Linked DNA regions of Sus scrofa: region 2 is linked to region 1. The links are chromatin contacts, called in public Hi-C maps. All regions are on one chromosome and are shown on one strand. The core of a region is the stretch at or near the end of the contact, and the rest is flanking DNA. Distances in the headings are between cores, read along the strand shown.

Evidence for each region. A called contact is a pair of places that touch in the nucleus more often than the background predicts.
Region 2: a contact with region 1 is called in a Hi-C map of liver, with 6 times the contacts expected there. The contact joins the promoter of LMNB1 here to the promoter of CEP120 in region 1. A contact is called at or near these places in 1 of 5 promoter capture datasets (liver) and 1 of 47 Hi-C or Micro-C datasets (liver).

Annotation. Positions count from the first base shown.
Region 1 is chr2:126,928,405-126,933,336 of Sscrofa11.1, forward strand. It overlaps CEP120 (centrosomal protein of 120 kDa), which reads right to left and starts at 1,713. Exons shown (of 21, transcript XR_002341873.1): 1 at 1,466-1,713; 2 at 1,135-1,212.
Region 2 is chr2:129,804,602-129,809,911 of Sscrofa11.1, forward strand. LMNB1 (lamin-B1) reads left to right here and starts at 2,627. Exons shown (of 11, transcript XM_003123882.5): 1 at 2,627-3,450. The coding sequence starts at 3,092.

The DNA.
Region 1 (4,932 bases), core at 463-2,962:
AAAAGCTTTTTGTTCACTAAAGTAGAGTAGAATTTCAGGCCTATGTCTTTAAAAGTCAGCAACCTCACAGTTAAAACTGTCCCAACACTATGACTTCTGGTCAGTCTCCTGTTCCACAACTCGAAAATTAGGTTTCCAGTGTTTTCTTCCCTCTCAACCTCCCCCCACACCCATACTCCTAGGCCCTCCCCATACCTTTTTTTTGGGGGGGACACCACCATGACAATCCCCAGCCATTCCTCTATCTCACTACTCAAGATGACTCCTTCTTGTCCTGTTATTCATAACTCACCCTCAATTTACCTATCGACTCTCTCCATTTTGCTGCATCCTGCTCTCAACCTCACTGAATTAAAGCAAACAGAAGCAAGCCTTGCTTTACTACACCTTAAATGCCACCGGCTCTTCCTTTTGCCTGGAATGCCCTTCCTTCCTTTTTCCACTTGACGAATTCCTAATCATCTTTTAGGACCCGAATAAACTCCATCTCCTCTAGGAAACCTTTCCCAGCTTGCCCAGGCAAAAGAGACCATACCCACACCCTGATGCATTATTTGAATGATTTGTTGCTCTTCATGCTACACCTTTAGCTTTTAGAACCAGGACTGGTTTACAGGCTCAGCGCACTGCCTCACAGTCAGTGAGATGCCTAATAAACAAATGTCACTCCTTCGACAAATCAAACTTTAAGGCATGCAAGTGTAACAGACCCTCCTGACAACTGTCTTCTAAGGCCCCCATCGACTTGTAAAGAGAAACTTGTACTAGAGTGAAAGCAAAATTTTCACCAATGGTATTACCGGGAAGTCGCTGAACAGATCGTGCTTTCCAAGCACACTTTCAGCTCATAATATCAAAGTCACATACACGCTGCTTCTGATGCAAATCGTTTTGCCAAGATCCTCTGGGGTCTATGGCTAGTCACGCTATATATCACCGATCTCTAACAGCGCTCATATTCCCTTGAGGGATTTTTAAATCAATTGCCTAACGGACCTCACTACGTACAACTCTGAACAAGTCTCTGGGGGCCGCACAAGCCAGGGTTCCTAAGGTTAACAAAGCCTCGGCCCCGCACTACTCTGTTAAAATTCTGGAAGCAGCAGTTGCAAAAGCAGGTGCCGGGCCACTCACCTTCGAGGATGGACACGACGATGAGCAGTTGGTCGGACTTGGAGACCATGGTCGCGGTCGGCGGCCCACAGGCGGGGTCTGCTGGGAGGAAGAGGGGCCCGGGTGAGCTGCAGGTAGCCCGCCACCCACGGCAGGGCTCTGGGTGAGGCTTCCGTCGCCCGCCCGTGGCCCCAGACGCCCGGACCCAGCTCTGCGGCCCGCTTGTAGCGCGCCCGGCTTCCCGTCCCCAGGCTGACAGTCCACCCGCAACCGGGCCCCGACAGAAGACAAAAGCCACTCAGCAGCCGGCTGGGCCAGTCTGCAGGGAGAGGGGAGCCCGCCGCCTGAGCACCTTTTGCCGCCCGCGTAGCCGCTTTTCAAACGCCCGGGCAGCCGCCGCGGCCGCCACCGCGCCCCGCTTCCGCCTAGCAACCAGGCCCGCAGGCCCTGCGCGCAGGGGAGGCTGGAGGACAAAGGGTGATAGAGACCAGGGCAGTCGAAGATAGAACGCCCCTTAGCCGGCTTCCCTTCCTGGCCTTTTACGCTACGTTCCAGAGGTCTCGGGAGAAGACTAGCCATTACCTCACAGCGCCCCCTGCTAGCCGGATGGGGGAAAGCGGGCGATTTGGTGGAGAACAACTGCGCAGGCGCACTACTGCAGTAAACACTTCCTGAAGTTCCCCTGGGAGGAACGTGAATGCGCTGTATTCTCTGCTTTATGCCCTAAACAACCTGGAAATTGTATCAGTAGTCATTAAAGGAAAAACAAACAAACAAACAAAAACAACAATTAGGTCTGTTCAGGTCCCAAGTATCAACACTGCTTAGAAGTTAAGTTACAGAGCAATAATAATTTACATCTGAACTCTGAAATTGCTAAATTGTCCTCGCGCTGCAGCTCAAGTTTCCACGCCTTATAAACAAGTAGCGTCAATACGGTAATTACTGTAACGTTGGCAGTGACGTAAGCTCTCTGAGAATTTCCTGTGCTTTAGAAATTACCCTAAAACAAAAACATTGTCACGTGGGCAGTGAAATTAAAGGTATAGGGTTTTCTAACCCCGGACCACAAAGTAACTAATTAGCAAAATCAAGACCAGAAATTAAACAAGGCTGACAACCGACATTTTCCCTTTTCCACCCTTCTCCCCCTAAAACTTCAGGCATTATTTTAGAGAAGATTAAAAATCTTTTGGAGGTCACCTAGTTTGAAATTGGATCTTGGACGAGATAGGTGGGAGGGAAGAGGAAGAGAGTACAATTTCTCCTTCCCCACCTCCACCTCTGCTTTGTGCAGGGAGCTGGAGACCATACTAGATTACTTCTAAGACCCTTTCAGGGCATTCCCTGGTGGCCCAGCCGTTAAGGACGCAAGGCTGTGGCTGGGGGTTCAGTCCCAAGCCAGGGAACTTCATGCTGGGAGACCCAAAAAAAGAGGAGTTCACTCGCCTTGTGACTCAGTGGAAACTACCCCACCTAGTATCCACGAGAATGCGGGTTCCTTCCCTGGCCTGGCTCAGCGGGGTAAGCATCCAGCGTTGCTGTGACCTGTGGCATAGGCTGGCGACTACAGCTCCACTTGGACCCTAGCCTGAGAACTTCTATATGCTGTGCTGCCCTAAAAAGAAAAAAAAAAAAAGTGGAAGAATCTAAATCCTTTTCAGGACCCTTCAGAGGCCTCCCTGAGTGAAATAACACATTATGCCATATAAAATCAAAATAATGATCTACTTTGGGTTCATTGTTGAATGATACATTCTTTTGAGGAAAATATCAGACTCGAAAGTAGATAGAATAATGTAATGAACCTGTAGGTACCCACAACACAGCTCCAACAATTATCAGCTTAAAACCAATCATCTTCATCTGGTGCAGAGGAGCCATGATTTGAAGGAAATCCCTTATATATTGATTATTCTCTTTCAATATGTACCTCTAAAAAGAGAGACTTTTTTTAAACAATCTTAAAACGTCAGATACTTAACCACAAGTGAGCTATTGCATCTTAAAAGTTAACAGCAATTCCTTAATATAATTAAGTTGTCATGCTCAAATTTCCTTGATTGTCTAAAAATTTTTTTCAGTTAGTTTGTTCAAATCAGGACCCAAACAAGTTCCAGAATATAATGTATTTGGTTGATCTCTCTCTTGCCTCTTCTTCTCTAGAAGTACTAACTCCCACTTTTTTTTCTCTTGAAACTCTTCACTGAAAAAACTAGTCTTGTGTCCTACAGAGTTTACCACAGTCTAAATTTTGTTGATGCAATATCAGTGTTGTTATTTAATATATACTCCAATGAGCAGTCTAATATGTCTACATACTCAAAAAATAATAATGGGAGTTCCTATTGTGGTGCAGTGATTAATGAGTCCAACTAGGAACCATGAGGTTGCGGGTTCAATCCCTGTCCTTGCTCAGTGGGTTAAGGATCCGGCGTTGCCGTGAGCTGTGGTGTAGGTTGCAGACGCGGCTCGGATCCTGTGTTGCTGTGTCTCTGGTGTAGGCCGGCAGCTATAGCTCCGATTCGACCCCTAGCCTGGGAACCTCCATATGCTGCAGGAGTGGCCCAAGAAATGGCAAAAAGACAAATAATAATAATAATAATGGAGTTCCCTTCATGGCTCAGCAGAAATGAATCTGACTAGCATCCATGAGGACGCAGATTTGATCCCTGGCTTTGCTCAGTGGGTTAAGGATTCAGCGTTGCCATGAGCTGTGGTATAGGTTGCAGACATGGCTCAAATCCCAAGTTGCTGTGACTGTGGTGTAGGCCAGCAGCTGCAGCTCCAATTCGACCCCTAGTTTGGGAACCTCCATATGTCACAGGTGTAACTCTCAAAAGACCAAAAGAAAAAAAAATAAAAGCAAACAGAGTAACAACAAGCAAAAACAAGGTTACCAGGAGTGTAAAACACTACTTAACATTAAATGCTACACAAGGGAGGCCAAAGCACTAAGTATCTCCAGTGGAAAGAACACCCAGGAGATCAGAGTTTGGGACCTTCCTCTGCCATCATCATGCTGGGTGACCTTAAGCAAGTCACATAACTCTTTTAACTTCAGCTTCAGCTAGGCAATTACCATTGTATATGCTACCCATATGTGATTCTTTAGTACAGGACTTAAATACAGTAAATGCCATTTGGTTACTACCTTTTAATATGAACAACCTCGGACCTTAAGTAGCAGCTGTAAAAGAACTAGGAACTGCCATCAATATACTTCATTGTTTTTGCTTTCGGATGTACAGCTGGGCTGAAACCCTAGATTACAAACCATCACTGAACGCCAGAGAATGATCCCAGGTCAGAAAAAAATCTGTCAAATGATTAAAATAAACTGGGAAACTTTTTCACATAGTAAAATTTTTACATAGTTCTCTTTATCTGGATCCCCCTGCCAAACAATACTATTACTTCTAAAATCACCTTATCACACTTTGTGCTGCAATGAACATTTAATTCTACCAGAGCATAGCTGTCTTAGTTTCAGGGGTACAGCAAAGTGAATCAGTTATACGTATACATATATCCATTCTTTTTTTCCCCATATAGGTTATTTCAAACTTTTGAGTAGATTTTCCCTTGCTATACAGTAGATTCTAGTGAATCATCTATTTCATACAGTAATGTGTGTATTTTATTTCCACCCTCACAATTCCCCCCCCCCCCAGTGCTTTCACCTATGGTATCCATTGGATTGGTTTTGAAATCTGTGAGTTTGTCTTATAAATAAGTTCTTTTCTACAAATTTCATTAGATTCCACATCTAAGTGATATCATATGATATCTTTCAGTATGATAATCTCTCAGTATGAT
Region 2 (5,310 bases), core at 1,377-3,876, 2.9 Mb after region 1:
CACAGATCCAAATGACATATACAAAGTAGGGCAAATGTCGAATCAATTCTCTGAATGAAGTGAATTCTCTCTGTGTTGTGGGAGGAGATTTAAAGAGGTAAAGGATGCTTTGGGAAGTTGAGGCTTGGTAGTGACGTATATGGCCTGACCACAGAACATGTGCACTGACAAGTAAGTAAAGGTTTATAGGAAAAAACAGGCAGACTATTTCAAATTACGACTGTCTTTGTAAGTGCAGAAGCGTTGTCACCGTACTCATACAGTGTGTTATTTTCTTTGCATTTATTGGGGAAAACATTGGTGGTGAGGTGACTGCAGGAATTATTTAAATGAGGAGGGCTGGACACATTTAGTATGAAAGAGTAGGGAATCAATGGGCCTTGGTCCAGATACAAAGTTAGGCATGGGAAAAGCCAAGAGAACAAGGAAAGTGTACATTAAATAAAGTACTTGACCAAATGTTTGTACAATTGCCTAATTCTAAGGCTAAGAGATTTTCCTTTTTTTTTTTCTCATTACTTTTGATTGGAGACACAGGATTATTGTTAGTAAGGATTACTATTTAAGCCATTCCATATTCTGTCTAAACATAATACACATTATGCTATACTTACATCACATATGTTCTTTTATTTAATTATTGCAAATCCCTGCAAGGTAGGAATCATCTATAATAACTTCTATAAAGTTACATTGCTATCACAGTCAATTCTCAACTGACTGCAGTATACTTGTTTCAGCAAATAGGATATAATCTGAGTTTCCCAAAACAATCTGAGATTGAGAAGTTCTATCAAGAGAAAATTTCCTGGGGTTGAGAGCAGGAGAGATCATGCCTGAAAATCACTTCACAGTCTTAAAACTTCAAAAATGTTGGGAAAATAATTTTTAAAAATCTCCAAATATTTTTAAAAATCTGAGGTAAAAGGAAAATAAGGACTGAAAACCAAGCCATCGGTGTGGTGGAAAGAGCTTCAAGGAGAGTGGATTTACATCCCATTTTGGATTCTGCTACCTTGGACCCAGCACTCACCTTCTTTAAGCCTCATTTCTTTCTATGTAATTTCGATTTTTCAAGATCCTTTTCATTTATTAAAATTATTTTAATACTTATATACATCACCAACTTCACAACAGAACCTTTTCAACTCACTGTGAAGGAGGGAGGTATTTTAGATAACAGGGCAGGAAATAAAACCATTCATGAGAGTATCATGATCATAGAGTGCCTGGAAATTCATGGAGGATGATATGCAGCCTGGTGCCCTTCACTAATTCCTATGTACATGGCTACTATGTAAAGAACGTTCAGTCTTTATTTCTGCCATTATTAAAGTAACCTGTAATTATTCTACAGATGTGTCCCTAATAGGTTATGAGGTGCTCGTCTAGGTTATAGTTAAGGGCAAGGCTCTGGAGTCAAATGAAGCCGCTTGGGTTTCAGTGCAGTCCTGTGTCCTGCTCTGCTGTAAGGAAATTCATCTATTACATGGACACATTTTCTTTTTTTGGCCACCCCGGCTATGTGGAAGTTCCCTAGCCAGGGATCGAACGGGCGCCACGGCAGCGACCCAAGCACCTGCAGTGACAACTCCTTGATCCTTAATCCACTGAACCCAAGAACTCCCCAAGGATACATTTTCAAATGCAAAGACTCCAGTTCCCACATCAAAAGCAAGTGTGTGGACGGATAATTCAAGAAAAGCTCAGGTAAGGCACATAGACAATTTCAGTGTCAGCCTGAAAGTTAAAATGGATTCATGGACATTCTATTGGCATTGTTGTCAATTACATTTTAGGGATCCCTTTTTAAAGCAAAAGTCATTTCTACTTAAGTTTTCACAAGTTTAGATCTTGATGCATCAGATTTTACTGCAGCATGACAATAAACAGCATGTTTACTATCTGCTTAGTAACATGTTAATCGTATCACTTGTGAGGTGGTTTTGATTTTATAGCGCCCTAAATTGTTAAGAAATAGATGGATCAGGGACTGCTCATCAGCAGTTGGCGTTTCTGGGATCTTATCTGTCGGCTTGGCTGCAGGACACGCGTGCGTCAATTTGATGGGAGGAGGTGTTCTGATACACCATTTTCCCCTTGAGAGAAAAAAGGCTTCCCTTGGACCCCGCACGCAGTTGGTTTTGAACCTCGGACACCAGCGTCCATTACGTAACTCCAAGGCGGCCCGGCCTCCAGGCAGTTTTCCGAACCCTCTCCGCGGGGCGGGGTATAAGGTTACAATGCCCGCGGTCGTCCCGGCCTCTACGAGTTTTGCGCGTGGCTGTTAGAGACGTTTACTTTTGAATTTCCCTGAACCGCCGGGTGTGGGCGGCGGCTCGGACCCGCCCCGGAAACCTCTGGGCTCCTTCCCGCCATCCGCTGGCCCGGCCCCGCCGGGGGTCCCCGCAGGGTGGTGGGGAAGACCAGGCCGGCTCAGGGCCCCGGGCCGCCGCGCGAGCAGTCCTCGCCGCCCCTCCCCGCCGCCCTCAGTCCTTCCCCCGCCACGCCCAGCCAGGCGCTCACAGACCCGACAGTTGCCAGAAGGCATGATTTTGAATTTACAGGCCCGCCCCCTGCTGCTGGCTCCCCATTGGCCAGTGACGGTCACGTGAGGTATCAGAGCGCGCCGGCCATCTTGGGAAGCGCGGCGCCGCGGTCCGCGCCACCTCCGCCCCCGCCCGCCCCTCCGCCCTCCTCCCCCCGCCCGCGGCTCAGCGCCGTTTGAGAGGAAACAAAGTGCTGCGGGCGGGAGACTCAGCGGCGGCGGCGGCGCGCGGATTCTGCTCGGCCATCCCGGCCACCCTTGCCCCGTATTTCCCGAGCGTGTGTGTGCGCGCGTGTGTGAGTGTGTGCATGTTTTCTTACACAGGATATTTTACGACTGATTGATTTTGTAGTCCTCCCCCTTTGCCCTTTGTGCTGTAACCCCTCTCCCGCCATCCCAGGTGCTTCGTCCTTCCTCCTCACGCCGGTCTCTCCGCGAGCGTGGGTCGCCGGTTCGCGCCTTCTCTCCCGCTTCGGCCCCTGCCGCCCCTCTTATTCCCGTGCTGCCCACGGCCTCCGCGCCCCGCTCTCCCCGCCGATCGCCATGGCGACAGCGACCCCCGTGCAGTCGCGCACGGGCAGCCGCGCGGGCGGCCCCACCACGCCGCTGAGCCCCACGCGGCTGTCGCGGCTGCAGGAGAAGGAGGAGCTGCGCGAGCTCAACGACCGGCTGGCCGTGTACATCGACAAGGTGCGCAGCCTGGAGACAGAGAACAGCGCGCTGCAGCTGCAGGTGACCGAACGCGAGGAGGTGCGTGGCCGCGAGCTCACCGGCCTCAAGGCTCTCTACGAGACAGAGCTGGCCGACGCACGACGCGCGCTCGACGACACGGCCCGCGAACGCGCCAAGCTGCAGATCGAGCTGGGCAAGTTCAAAGCCGAGCACGACCAGCTGCTCCTCAAGTGAGTGCTCGCCTGGCGGCCGCGGTAACTCACACGAGGGGTGGGGGGCGCAGCTCGGGCGGGAGGGTGAAGGCCTGGGTGCCTACGCCCTTCGGAAAGGGCAGGGTTTCCATCTCCAAGAAGGAGGAAGAATCTAGTGTTTTTCAGCAGGCGCAGGGGTCCCGCAGGGGCCTCAAGTTGTAGCGGTGGTAAAACCGGGATGTACATTTCCCGATCTTGGGTTCCCTGTGGGACCCGGCGAAGTGCGCGCCTCTGACCGCGGAGGAGTAACGCCCGGCTTCGGGCCTCGGACTCCGGGATCCAGAAGGCTTTTGCGCGCCGAGGCCGGGCAAGCGCCAGGTGCGGGGAGGTGGCTTCTGGGCACGCGCTTAAATGCGCGCCACGGTTTCCGGCCGGACCGAGACAAAGCGTCTGGTGGGTTTGCGGGGCAGGAATGGCCGGCTGGGGAGGACGGGCTGCCGGCCTAGAGAATGAATGAGCTCTGCGCGGGCGGAGAGAGGAAGGGGAGGGACCTGCCTCTGGCGTCCTGGTCTCCCGGGGGTGGGTCTCGCTTTGGCGCGCTCAGTTTTGGCCCTGTGACTTTTTGCGATCCTTCTGCGCTTGCTTTGGGCTGGGAGGGAGGGGAGGAGTCAGAACTGCGCGCCACCGCCGGCTCCGGGCAAGTTGGGTTTTCGAGCTCCTTTAGCTTTCCCTGGGGAAAGATGTCTTTGCTGCGGAGACACACGCGGGCCCTTGGGTGCGTCTGTGCACTGGACTCCACAAGAGTTTTTGCATGTCGCTGCCACCGTTCTCCGATCGGCCGACTGCTTGCCCCCAACAGCAGCCCCCTCCCCTAGCTTTTGCACCACTAACGTATAGTCACTTGGTTTTTCCGGTATAGAAGAGACCAAGCTCAGTCCCCACATCTGTCATTGTGCTGACAGGTCAGGGCAGATGAAAGGATGTGTAAATGTGGAGAGTTGTGGGGAGGGAGAACTTGTAATTATTCCACATAACAGGATCCGAATTTTCAGTCCAGGGCACAAGGCTAAATTTGCAAGCCTTTGTTGATCCTACCTTGCTTTTTTTGATGGGCAAAATGGCATAGCTGTCATCAGTAGGCAGCTACTGTTTATGTCACGCTTTAGAAGATTGCTCACTTTGCTCCCAGAATTCGTGGTCTCTACGCCCTATTGCCAGTTGAAATTTCTGGAGGTACCTGATGCTGACTGACTTTGTTCCTCTGATATTTCTGTCTGTATCCATGTCTCGGTCTCTGATTCGTATATGTGAGCTTCTATTTCCCTCTCTTGTTAAATACATGGAAAACGGTTTGTAAGGAATATGTGTACTTGGTAAAAATAAAATAGTATAGACTGGTGTATAGTGAAAAACTGTACGTCTTCTGCCTCTTTCCAGGAGACAGTCACATTTAGCCCTTCTGTTTTTATTTCGCGGATATTTAATTCCACAAAACAAAAATAATAATTAGCTTATGTTTTTGTTTCCTGGACTTACTAACCTTTGGAGTCATCTTTGGAAATGGGTCAGTTCACTCACTACTGTTTCCATCTTCCTCCAGATTTTTTCATTACTGAATTTCTTCACATCTTGGATGTGGTTGTTTATATGATTCACCATTATCATGTGTAGCACTAAGAAGAAAAAAACTTCAGGGCCAACTATGTAGGATCCATCCTGTTGGACCCATTCTGGTTTCAGAGATGTTAAAGCATGGCAGAGATTGTGTCACCTGCCAGTTACTGTTTTATGCAAAAGTTAGACGGAGATTTGGAAAAAAAGGTTATTGCTCTCATGTTGCAATAGGGGCGATAACCCACAAGCAAATAAATACTGAATTTCATCTGATTTGAAGCATTT